Linked DNA regions of Ovis aries: all the other regions are linked to region 1. The links are chromatin contacts, called in public Hi-C maps. All regions are on one chromosome and are shown on one strand. Each heading gives the region's core, a stretch centred on a gene start, on an enhancer-like site or on the middle of the called end of the contact. The rest is flanking DNA. Distances are from core to core; before and after follow the strand shown.

Region 1 (3,449 bases), core at 434-2,933:
AAAGAGCTGTGTTGAGTTGTGCAGGAAATGGGAGTGCAGATAGGAAGGACTTAATCAGGGCTGTGATTGTTCAGAAGAAAGGGAAAGGGTAGATCTGGACGCTCCTGGAACCTGAGGAGAGTAGGTGGAAGCAATGCTTCAGTTGCCAGGATAAATGGTTAAGTGTGCTTTCCACAGGGTCAGAGCAGGCTTTGATCTTTGGAAGAAGAAAAATTTCTTTTCATTTTGCTGGAACCAAGTGTGTGGGTGAGGGGTAGGTAGGGACAGGAGGGGGCATATGTCTTCATGGTTTCCTGGGCTTGGAATGAGACAGACCTTGGCTCAACCAGCCCAGCTACTTACTAGCTGTGTGTGCTTAGCTAAGTTAACCAACTTCTTTAAGCCTCATGTGCAGAAGGGATATAAAAATACCTTCCCCGTGCGGCTCTTCCAGAAAGCACCTGGCATGGGGCCTGGTACATAGGCAAATTCAATAACGGTTAACTATTTTCATAATTACAATTAGTCTGATTACTAGAAGCACATTGTTCAAATGAGGATATGAAACATTCAGATCACAATTAAGACACTGTGTTCAAATCTACTTCCCCACCTTCTATGAATGACACACAGAAACTCTAGCCTCTCCAGGGAAGGGTGACTCACAGAACCTGGGACTTAGGAAACATGAAGAGAAATTAAGAAATCCTGCAACTGTTTAAAATAAATTAATTAATTAATTAAAATAAAGAAATCGTGCAACTATTTAACCCACTGAGGGGCATGAGGATGGTTATGTAAAGAGGCAGTAACCTTCTGTTTAACTTTAGAATACAATACTGTTTTGTTAAAGATTCCGGAGCCAGAGTGCTAGGCTTCAAATCCCCTGCCACCAGTTATCTCTTGGTCAAGTTCCTGAACCTCTCCAGAGCTTTAGTGTTCTCATCTGTAAAACAGAGTTAATTAGATTACCTACCTCATAAGATTATTGTGGCAATTATATCAGTTAATACATGTAAAGCACTTAGGATAATACCTGACACATAGTAAATGGTCAATTTGTTAATCCTTTTAAGTTGTTGTCTTTGTTGTTGTTGTTGCTATATAATTACTACCCCGGGTAAGATTTCAGGGCACCAGATGGCGGCAACACGGTTGTATGTTTTTAATTTTCCAGCAGCGGAAAAATGAGAAGAGTCCCCTGTACAACAGTGATTCTCCCTTACTGGACAAGTTCTAAAAGTCACTGATAATGACTTGTCAGAGTCAGTGTAGAGAATATTCCTCCCTTAAGGATGATGTAGATTTACCATCTCTTAAACTCCTGGGCATCCACTGCGACGAAAGTTATGACAGGACCAGGCTCTTGGGCAGTAGGGGCAGATAGCAGGTGGTGCAATAACTCCCACCGACCGCCAGGGAGCAGCAGAGCTCGACCCGGGGTTGCTTCATCCACAGAAAACAATTCTGAATTCCTTCTAGGTTTTCCTTCTTAGCTGTTTCTGCGGCCCACCAATCTCCGTGCGCACCGCTGCAGTAATCCCGCCCATTACTGACAACCCAACCAATCAACGAGTGTCCTGCTTGGGGCCAGAGAGCTCCTCGCGGTCCCTCAGAGCCAGGAGTTCGGCATTCTAGCCCCGCCCCCTAGGCGGCTTGGCCAATCCCCCGCGGCGGTGTAGGACGTCGCCCAGGATCTGTCCCAGAGACCACGTGGTCCCAGGAGGCGCCACTGCCTGGTAGGTGGAGGGTTACCCGGCCTGAAGGCGGGTGGGCCGAGGGGAACCGACCGGCCTCACCCCCGGTGACTCGCTGTCCTGCGCCCTCTTTCAGCCATGGGCGTGCAGCCGCCCAACTTCTCGTGGGTGCTGCCCAGCCGGCTGGCGGGGCTGGCGCTGCCCCGGCTCCCCGCCCACTACCAGTTCCTGCTGGATCAAGGTGTACGGCATCTGGTGTCACTGACGGAGCGCGGGCCCCCGCACAGCGACAGCTGCCCCGGCCTCACCCTGCACCGACTGCGCATCCCAGACTTCTGCCCGCCGGGCCCGGAGCAAATCGACCGCTTTGTGAAGATTGTCCAGGAGGCCAACGCCAGGGGAGAGGTCAGCGGGCGGAGTCAGCGCGGGGAGGGAGGGACTTTGGGAGGAGTCAGCGGGGACACTCGGAGTTGCGGACGTCAAGGCCAGGATTAATTTAACTGGGTTCCAGGAGAAAGACTGAAGGAATGGTGAGGCCAGAAGACTATTGTAACCATTACACCAGTACAGAAAGCCGAAGCGGGAAGAGGGAGGAGTAAAAAGAGGGCCCAGCGGGAGAATTGGGTTTGAGGAGAGGCAACAAAGAACCTGCTAACGTGAGTTGAGAAGGAGAAAGGGTGGACAGACTTTCTCTGGAAAGAAAGGGAGAGATGGGGGTTGAAGTCAAGAGCTATTGAGCAGACTCCAGAGCAAGGTTCTGTCCAAATGTAATGGAGCCTCTTTTAAAAAGGTAAACAAGCAGCAGGAGAAATTCGTCTTGATAGTATAATTTAACCCAGTAAGTCCAAAATAGTCTTTCAACATATAAGCAATATAAAATAAATTCTTAACCAGATATTTTCACTCTTCAGTGCCCTACATCTTTAAAACTTGGTTGTATTTCACAAATGAGGGGCTGGAGAGTGTTGGGAGGGTGTCGAGCTCCACCCCACCCAGCTCCCCCTTCGCAGGCGGTGGCAGTGCACTGTGCCCTGGGCTTTGGCCGCACTGGCACCATGCTGGCCTGTTACCTGGTGAAGGAGCGGGGCCTGGCTGCGGGAGACGCCATCGCTGAGATCCGGCGCCTTCGACCCGGCTCCATCGAGACCTATGAGCAAGAGAAGGCGGTCTTCCAGTTCTACCAGCGAACGAAATAAGGGGCCTCCGTACCCTTCTGCCAGGCCCCCGCGGCCCTGATCTGTGCGTTAGCTGGGGCCAGAGACGCGGAAGTGGACTGAGTGCCAAGCTCTCCAGTACCCAGCTGGCCTAAGAGACTGAAGGAGCCCTTCCCTGCAGGCAGGTCCTGGTAGGAGGAGTGGCTGGAGCTGCACTGATGTGGGGGTCCCTCTGCTGCTGCCTTGAATAAATGACTTAAAGAACAGCTCGCATTGCATAGCACTTTACAGAGTGCTCCCACACATCAAATTTTTGAGCTTCTCAGTAGCCCTGTAATAAACAAAAAGCTCCCCGGTAGCTCAGCTGGTAAAGAATCTGCCTGCAATGTGGGAGACCTGGGTTCAATACCTGGTTTGGGAAGATCCTCTCCGGAGGGCGTGGCAACCTACTCCTGTATTCTTGCCTGGAGAATCGCCATGGACAGAAGAGCCTGGGGGCGCTACAGTCCATGGGGTCGCGAAGAGTCAGACACAACTGAGTGAGTAAGCACAGCACAGCACAAAGGAAAAGCAGAAACCATCCCTGTTCTTTGGATGAGGTGGCCAAGGCTCAGAAAGC
Region 2 (3,594 bases), core at 337-2,836, 170 kb after region 1:
TCCTGATGCTAATTAACAAGGTAGCAAAGAGCAAGATAGAACCAGTATTATCATCTCCACCCCACAGTGACATATAAGGACAGTGAGGATCTCAGAGAAACCTGCTTAGGTGTACACAGTCAGTCAAAGGCAAAGTTGGGATGAAAACCCCTAGAAAGTTCCCCGCACAGATCCTTGCCTCATTTCTGCAGCCTCTGTGAACCCTACGAGCTGGGAATCTTGTACCTCTTTCTCCACTCAACCTCCCAATACTGCTTTAGCCATGAATGCGTCAGACACTTGGGAGAGGAGCTCCCATTCCATCTGCTGGTTTGGGGGTGCCCAGGCAGCATTCTCCAGGTCTGGGCACGTCCCAGGGCTTGTGAGCTGGCGGCTGGTGCCACTTCCTCTTCCTGATGCTGCCAAGGCAGCCCTCCGTCTTGCCAGACACCATGACCCAAGTTCCTCCCATTTTTCTCTCCCTCCAGCATCCTCGGGGCCCAAGGTTTGCCAGGCTCTCGCTTCCCCAACCCCAGAGGCATGGCCCATATGAAGCTAAAAAGCCCGAGTCCCTAGGGTGTACAGAGTGAGCCCTGGTGGCTGGAGGGGAGGAGGTCCTGACAGCCCCAGGGCCTAAGCATCTAGGGAAGTCACAGTGGGGTGGTGCTGCCTTGGACCTGGCAGACCCAAGTGGACTCTGCTCTATAGGCCTCCACCCCGCTCCTGGCCTCACAGGTCAAGACAGGCTGTAAAACCTCCCCCATGTCCCCCAGCCTGATCCCTGCCTCTACTGAGGGGCCCTGCACATCTAACTCCTGATAAGTCACCAGCAAGCAGCCCCCGGCTTCCCACTGCCCCAAGTTCTCCCATACGTCACAGACATATCTTCTTCTAAATGCATAAGAACTCCCAGTTCCCTCCTGGCTCAGTGTTCCGAAAACCCTAGTAAACCCAGGTTTGCCCAGAATCCCTCTGTTTTTCCTAAGAGCTTTCCAACTCTTCTGCCGCCACTAGGCTTCGCCTGCTCTCCCCACCCAGCACCCTCTCATTCTCCCATCCCAGTTATCCCCACTTCTCTCAACCTTCCCCACCCCCCACAATTCCCACTCTTCGCACCTGATCTCCAATTGCACCAGATCCTCGGTGCTTCGAGGAACTCCCGGTCTCCCCCAGAATCGCCACCCGCCCACTTCTCCCATCCTCTCCTCCGTGGAATGCTCCTGCCTCAGCCCACAATACACTTCTGATACCCCGCCCTCAATTCTCTTCTCCCTTGCCGTCTCCGGACCCCTGGAACTCCTCCTTGCGTCTGGAACCCACCAAGAACGAACCCCCCTCCCCACCTCCACACACACACACACACACACTACTTCCGAACTCCCCCAATTCTCCGGAGTCACCATCCACCCACCAAGAATTCCACTTCACTCCCCAGAACTCCCCTAGTTCTGCTCCCCCAAAGAATTCCACAATTCCCCCGCTTTCTCCTGTCCCCCATAACTCCCGCACTGTTCATCCCCTCGCTGGCACCCCCATTCCACTGCCCCCAGAACACCCCCGCCCTCACCTGCTCCGCACCGCTCGGCCTCACTCTTCCAGCTACACAATAGGGGGCGGGCCCGCCTCCCCGCCTCGGATGCCCCGAGCGCCTCCCGTCGCCCTGGAGACCGCCAATCCCCCTCCCGCGGCGGCCAATTGGAGCTAGCAGAAGGCGAGGCGAGGCGGGCGCGACCCCCGAGCGGCCTGGGAATTGTAGTTTCGGGAGAGCAGGGCTCCGTGGCACGTGGGCCCGGGTCGCCCCCTGGTGGAGCTCGATACAACGAAGCGTGGAAAGACCGATCGGTCGGCCGCTTCCCGCTGCAAGCTTGCGCGGCTAAGCGGGTCAAGGCCCGGGCTCCCGGGGTCGCAGGAGCCGACCCGTAGCTGGTTCCTTGCACTCCTTCCTTCCTGGGTAAGCCACCTTAGACGTCCTCCCTTCGCCTAACGGGCTTAACCGCAGATGCGGCAGCTAGGGTTGAAACTCGAACCTGGCGGGCAGAAGCACCAGGCAGGGAGCAGGACTCCCCGCCCTCCTCCCAGAGGATCCACCCCGCCCCTCTGATCTCCTCCCCCATCCCCATCGCCACCTCCACCTCCACTTATTCTTCTCTGGCCGGACTGGAAATACCTGTCTGCACTGGCGAGCTCCCAAATCTTGCCCAGGCGCCTCCCACTGTGTGCAGAGGGGAAGGCAGCGTTCCCAGCCTGAGGTTGCCAAGTCAGCTCCCAGCACCAACCACCCAGAGAAACGAGTCCAGAGGGAAGAAACTAGAGAGAGACATCCTGGCACGGGAGATTGGGAGAGGAGGACTGAAATAAACGATCACTTATTGAGCCCCTGCAGGGAGCCAGACCCTGGACTACATGCTTCAGGACTCCTATGTGACCTGTACGGAAACTCTGTGAAGTATGTAAAGCTCCGTGTGACAGATAAGAAAACTGAGGTAGTACAGGGTGAAGTAACCTCCCCAAGAACACAGGGCAGAGCTGGAGTGAATCCCAGCCTAGACTCCGTCAAACCCACCCACCTTGGGGACTTCAAACTCAGGCAGAAATACATCTTGCATGTCAGCCCTGCAGCCTTCTCTGCTTCCTCAACTTGGTGCTGTCTTGGGGATGCAGGGTCATGACTCCTTCCCTACCACAAATCTGAAATTTAAAGATGCTTGCTCCTTGGAAGAAAAGCTATCACCAACCTAGATAGGGTAAAAGCTGAGACATCACTTTGCCGACAAAGGTCTGGATAGTCAAAGTTAGGGTTTTTCCAGTAGTCATCTATGGATGTGAGAGTGGGACCATAAAGAAGGTTGAGCGCCAAAGAATTGATGCTTTCTAACTGCAGAATTGGAGAAGACTCTTGAGAGTCCCTTGGACTGCAAAGAGATCAAACAAGTCAATCATAAAGGAAATCAGTCCTGAATATTCACTGGAAGGACTGATGCTGAAGCTGAAGCTCCAGTCTTTTGGCCACATGATATAAAGAGCTGATTCACCGGAAAACACCCTGATGCTGGGAAAGATTGAAGGCAGGAGGAGAAGGGGGTAACAGAGGACGAGATGGTTGGTTGGAGTCACTGTCTCAATGGATGTGAGTTTACGCAAGCTCTGGGAGATGGTGAAGGACAGGGAAGGCTGGTGTGCTGCAGTCCATGGGGTTGCAAAGAGTCGGACACAACTGAGCAACTGAACAACAACAAAAGCCTGTCCTGGCGCTCCCCTGGAAGCCTTCCCTAAAAGCAGCGTGCTAATCTCACCCCGGTCTGAACTCCTGCCACTCACAGAGTGCACCAGGCATTTGATTCCCAGTCGTACCCATGGCACCAAGAAGACCCAACAGGATGGGTCTGACCACAGCTCACACCAGTATCCCTTCCACATCCTCCCTTCCGGGTGGTCGTCCAGCCCTTTCCGACTAAATTCTGGCCTAAGAAGCTTACCACCCCTTGTAGTAATTCATTCCATCTTCAGGGACTTGACTGCTGGAAAGTTCTAAAGGTGTAAAGATCTGGGTGCTTTTCACCACCTGAGATGAAAATGTGGGAAGGGAGTGAAGGAGGGGAGCAGGCAAGAGCAATG
Region 3 (3,800 bases), core at 945-3,444, 240 kb after region 1:
TCGCTTTATGGCCCGGGATGACTCCCCTGGTGCCAAGGTCATCTCAAAATGCATTTTGTGGGTGAGAGGCCTGGTGCCATTCTCTGAGTTTTGAGACATTTCCTTTCTTTAATTAGCAGACTGCTAGTAGCTGCCGTCTATGGGGTCGCACAGTCGGACATGACTGAAGCGACTTAGCAGCAGCAGCAGCAGTAGCTATATAACATCCAGCTAAAGACTAGTAGGGGGGCACTCTTTCTGCCCCCTTCTGATGTCTGGACACGCTTTCTGCCCCCTTCTGATGTCTATGTCAGAAGCTTTCTCTATCTCTTTTATACTTAATAAGACTTTTTTGCACTGAAGCTCTGAGTGATCAAGCCTCATCTCTGGCACTGGATTGAATTCTTCTCCAGAGACCAAGAATCCCAGCGTCTTTCATGGTTCAGCAACAACCTTTCAATCCCTTCCTCCCCTCAGTCAACTGCTCTGGGGCCTGAGCTCTCAGGCCTGCTTATGCAAGACACCCCACCACCACCACCACCAACCCCCCCCCCCCCCCCCCCACCTACCTCCCTGTGAGTCTGGGATAGGGAGAACTACGACCCAGGACTGACATTCACTACCATCCTCTGGGGCCTTCCTGGGGGCCAATGAAACAGACACCGGGGGCCAGATCTTGTTGGGAAAAGGGAAAAGCAGGCTCTGGGTGGCAATTCAGGTAATTAAACCAGATCACATGCCACACAGAACAAAGGACTAGGGCAAGGGGGTGGCTGGCTGCTCGACCCTCCCTGGTCATACACCCCGGCCTCTGAGTCTCTGCAGCCTCCGTGGCAAAAGTGTCCTTGCCCTTCCTGGGAGCATGTACGCCTGATTCTGATCACTTTAGGGTCTGCTGTTCTCTTCTGCTCTTCCCCAAATCAGGCTGACGCTGCGCCTCCCAGGTCCCTGCCCCTCCCTTCCTCAGTGGCTTAGACCATGGGCACCAGGACTGCAGAGGGGGCTGCACTGTGAATGGCTCCCTGACCACCAGTCCCACCAACCCTCTCACCCGCCCAGCCTCACCTGGGAGGTCAGCTATTTGTGTTTCATTGGTGGAGAAATGGAAACAATTTGAGGATCTCTGGTGCTTCAGATGGTGAAGCATCTGCCTGCTATGCAGGAGACCTGGGTTTGACCCCTGGGCCAGGAAGATCCCCTGGAGAAGGGAATGGCAACCTACTCCAATATTCTTGCCTGGGCAATTCCACAGACAGAGGAGCCTGGTGGGCTACAGTCCATGGGATTGCAAAGAGTCAGATACAACTGAGCGACTGACACTTAGGGCCCCAGCGCTTGTGAACCAGACTAAAGATGATGGGCATCAGAAAAGCAAAACAAGGGTGAGTGTGTGCAAGAGGGCTCTGAGGTGACTGAGCGGTGGCTTAACTTAGCAAATCACCTTCTAACAGGCTCCCCTGCCTCCAGCTCCCATCTCCTCACCTCTCCCAGAGTCAATCTTTGTATAATTCAAATCTGACTGTGTCTCTCCCTTGAGGAAATCTTGCAATAATTTCCCTCCTGCTGGCAGGGGAATCCTGGCTCTCAGGCATACCAACCTGCAGCCCTGCCTCTCTCCACGAGAGATGGGGATTCTCAGTCCCCACCTGGGACCCTAAGCCTGGCCTTACCTGGAGCTGGCCGGCCCCAGCACTGTGTTCCATGGCACAGGGCCTCACATGTCCTTCCCTGCCTTCTCACCTGGCTGGCCCCTCTCACCCTTCGAGACTCACCTTCCCGGCAAGGCCTGCCCTGCTCTGTCCGGCACGTGCCTCACAGCTCCCGCCAGTCCTCTGGGCAGACGTCTAGCCCAGCATTTGTCACTGTGCGCCAATGGTCTGTTTGCTTTCTCCCCTACCTTTGAGCGTCTTAAAGGCAGGGACCACATATTACTCATCTGTACCCAGTCCTGGCTCCATAAAGGCTGAAAGATGAAACCATAAATGAACATAGAAATGAAAGCGGTAGTAACTCCTCCCCTTACGTCCCACCAGAGCCAGCCCAATGAAGGGATCAAGGAGAGGCCAGAGGGTAAGCGCTGCCTTGGTGACCCCAGTGGTCGAATAACCACCACTTAATCCTGGGACCCTGACATGATGGATGGACGCCGTTTCCCACACACCATCAGGCTGTGTTTCCTCGGATGGGAGGGGCTGCTGGAGCTGGCCCAGCGCCACCTGGTGGACAGAATCTCCACTGCACGCCCCACCGAGGAACCCAGCAACCGCCTCCATCCCCCTCCCCACCCCCAACTCCCCACCCTTCCTGGGGGAAAGCCCTTGAAGATCCCAGCTCTGGATTGCCAGCCCAGAGGATACCGGGGCCACCCCCAGAAGGTCAGGCCATAGGGTGTAGGGTGTCAGACCACAGTGTCACTGTCTGGGGAGAGAAAGCTGAAAACAACCTTCCTCTCTCGCCCACAGCAAAAGGTTCTCTACATTAACCATCAAGGCCTGCAATTCACCCAGGGGGTGATCCTTGTATCCTAGAGTTCCAGGTAGAGACAACTGCCTGGAAATCTCAGAACTGCTCCAAAGGTTACTGCCCAAGGAGGGAAAAGTTGGTTCAAGCAACTGGTTTTCCTGAAATGCCCCTCGCCCCCAACCCCCAATCTTTATGAGAGGAAACACCCAGATCCCCACCCCGAGTCCACCAGTCCAGATCTGTGATGTTGCACCGATCACAAGCTGTTTTGGAGACCACAGCAAGGGGAGTAAATGATCCCCTTATGAAGATTTGGGAGGCAGCTCAGAGGCTAGAAGCTAGTGGCTATGAGGTCAAGGTCTTTGTGTGGCCAGGCCAGTTTAGATGCCCACTCCACCTCCTTTACAGTTCGCCCGAGCCCAAATGGACCACGACTTCACCCAACGTCCACCTCGGGTCCCAGACCAGTGTCTGCCTTCTGGACAGGAATCCTCTTCTTCCAACTTTTCCCCTCATCTCCGTCTCCCCTGACAGTAAAATTAGGACTCTTGGAATATAACTCAGGGATACATTATGACTTTCATGGGCCATAGGCATTTTGGTCTTTGTCAGCCTCTTGCTCAGTTAAAAATAATTTTTTAAAAAATTATATTTCAAGATTGTCAGTATAAAAACAAATATAATATACAATGGATTCATTATTCATTTTTATAATTACATTTATTTTGATTTCAAAAGAAATTAAATTTAAATAGTCTTCATGAGCCCCTCCCACTCAATATCGTGGCCCCTAGACACGTGATTCCCATGCCTCATGGGCAAATCATGCCCTGCAGAACTGAAGCCCCCACTGCACAGGTGCACAAACTGGCCTATCCCCTGAGGTGCCCACGCCTGTGCCCTTGGTCAGCATCGGCACCTGCAGCAGCCCCAGTGGACCTCAGGGGAGCCTAGGGAGTTTTCTTTTAAGGGGACAGTGACAGTGATCCTGGTGGCCTCTTCGCTTCTCCCTGAACACCACGGCAACCTTCAAAGTAGCCAGCACATCACGCGTCTAATCAAACCAGTCCTTGAATTGTTGAGGTTTCTCTGAATCTGTACTATGGAGCATGTGGTGTTGCAATGGGATTCTATCATTATAAAATCACATTTCCTTAAAAATAACTATTTGAAACCTTAAGAATTCTGAGAAACAGAAGTTAAGTGTTAGTGTAAGGTGGGTTTACATAGAAAGATATAACGAAATTTACTTTACATGTGAAGTTAGATCCAGAACACTTTTTAAATTATTCTTTCAACTAATAGCTATCAGAGCAACCAATATCATAAGGTCACAGATCCATGAATTCTCATTTCAT

The links. A called contact is a pair of places that touch in the nucleus more often than the background predicts.
Region 2: a Hi-C map of skin fibroblasts shows a contact between it and region 1, with 2.4 times the contacts expected there. The contact joins the promoter of IGSF9 here to the promoter of DUSP23 in region 1. A contact is called at or near these places in 2 of 16 Hi-C or Micro-C datasets (skin fibroblasts and tail adipose tissue).
Region 3: a Hi-C map of liver shows a contact between it and region 1, with 6 times the contacts expected there. The contact joins the enhancer-like site here to the promoter of DUSP23 in region 1. A contact is called at or near these places in 9 of 16 Hi-C or Micro-C datasets (blood, hypothalamus, liver and 4 more).

The regions. Positions count from the first base shown.
Region 1 is chr1:110,793,084-110,796,532 of ARS-UI_Ramb_v3.0, forward strand. DUSP23 (dual specificity phosphatase 23) reads left to right here and starts at 1,684. Exons shown (of 3, transcript XM_027976885.3): 1 at 1,684-1,718; 2 at 1,813-2,081; 3 at 2,687-3,449. The coding sequence starts at 1,815. The coding sequence ends at 2,872.
Region 2 is chr1:110,964,993-110,968,586 of ARS-UI_Ramb_v3.0, forward strand. IGSF9 (immunoglobulin superfamily member 9) reads right to left here and starts at 1,587. Exons shown (of 21, transcript XM_042256302.2): 1 at 1,096-1,587.
Region 3 is chr1:111,033,192-111,036,991 of ARS-UI_Ramb_v3.0, forward strand. No RefSeq gene overlaps it. Among named protein-coding and RNA genes, the nearest start is that of PIGM, 27 kb to the right of the region's middle. Within about 2 kb of position 2,195, at least 3 of the 54 cell types and tissues checked have an H3K27ac peak or open chromatin away from gene starts, as enhancers often do. A contact at or near this core is called in liver, where this site is marked.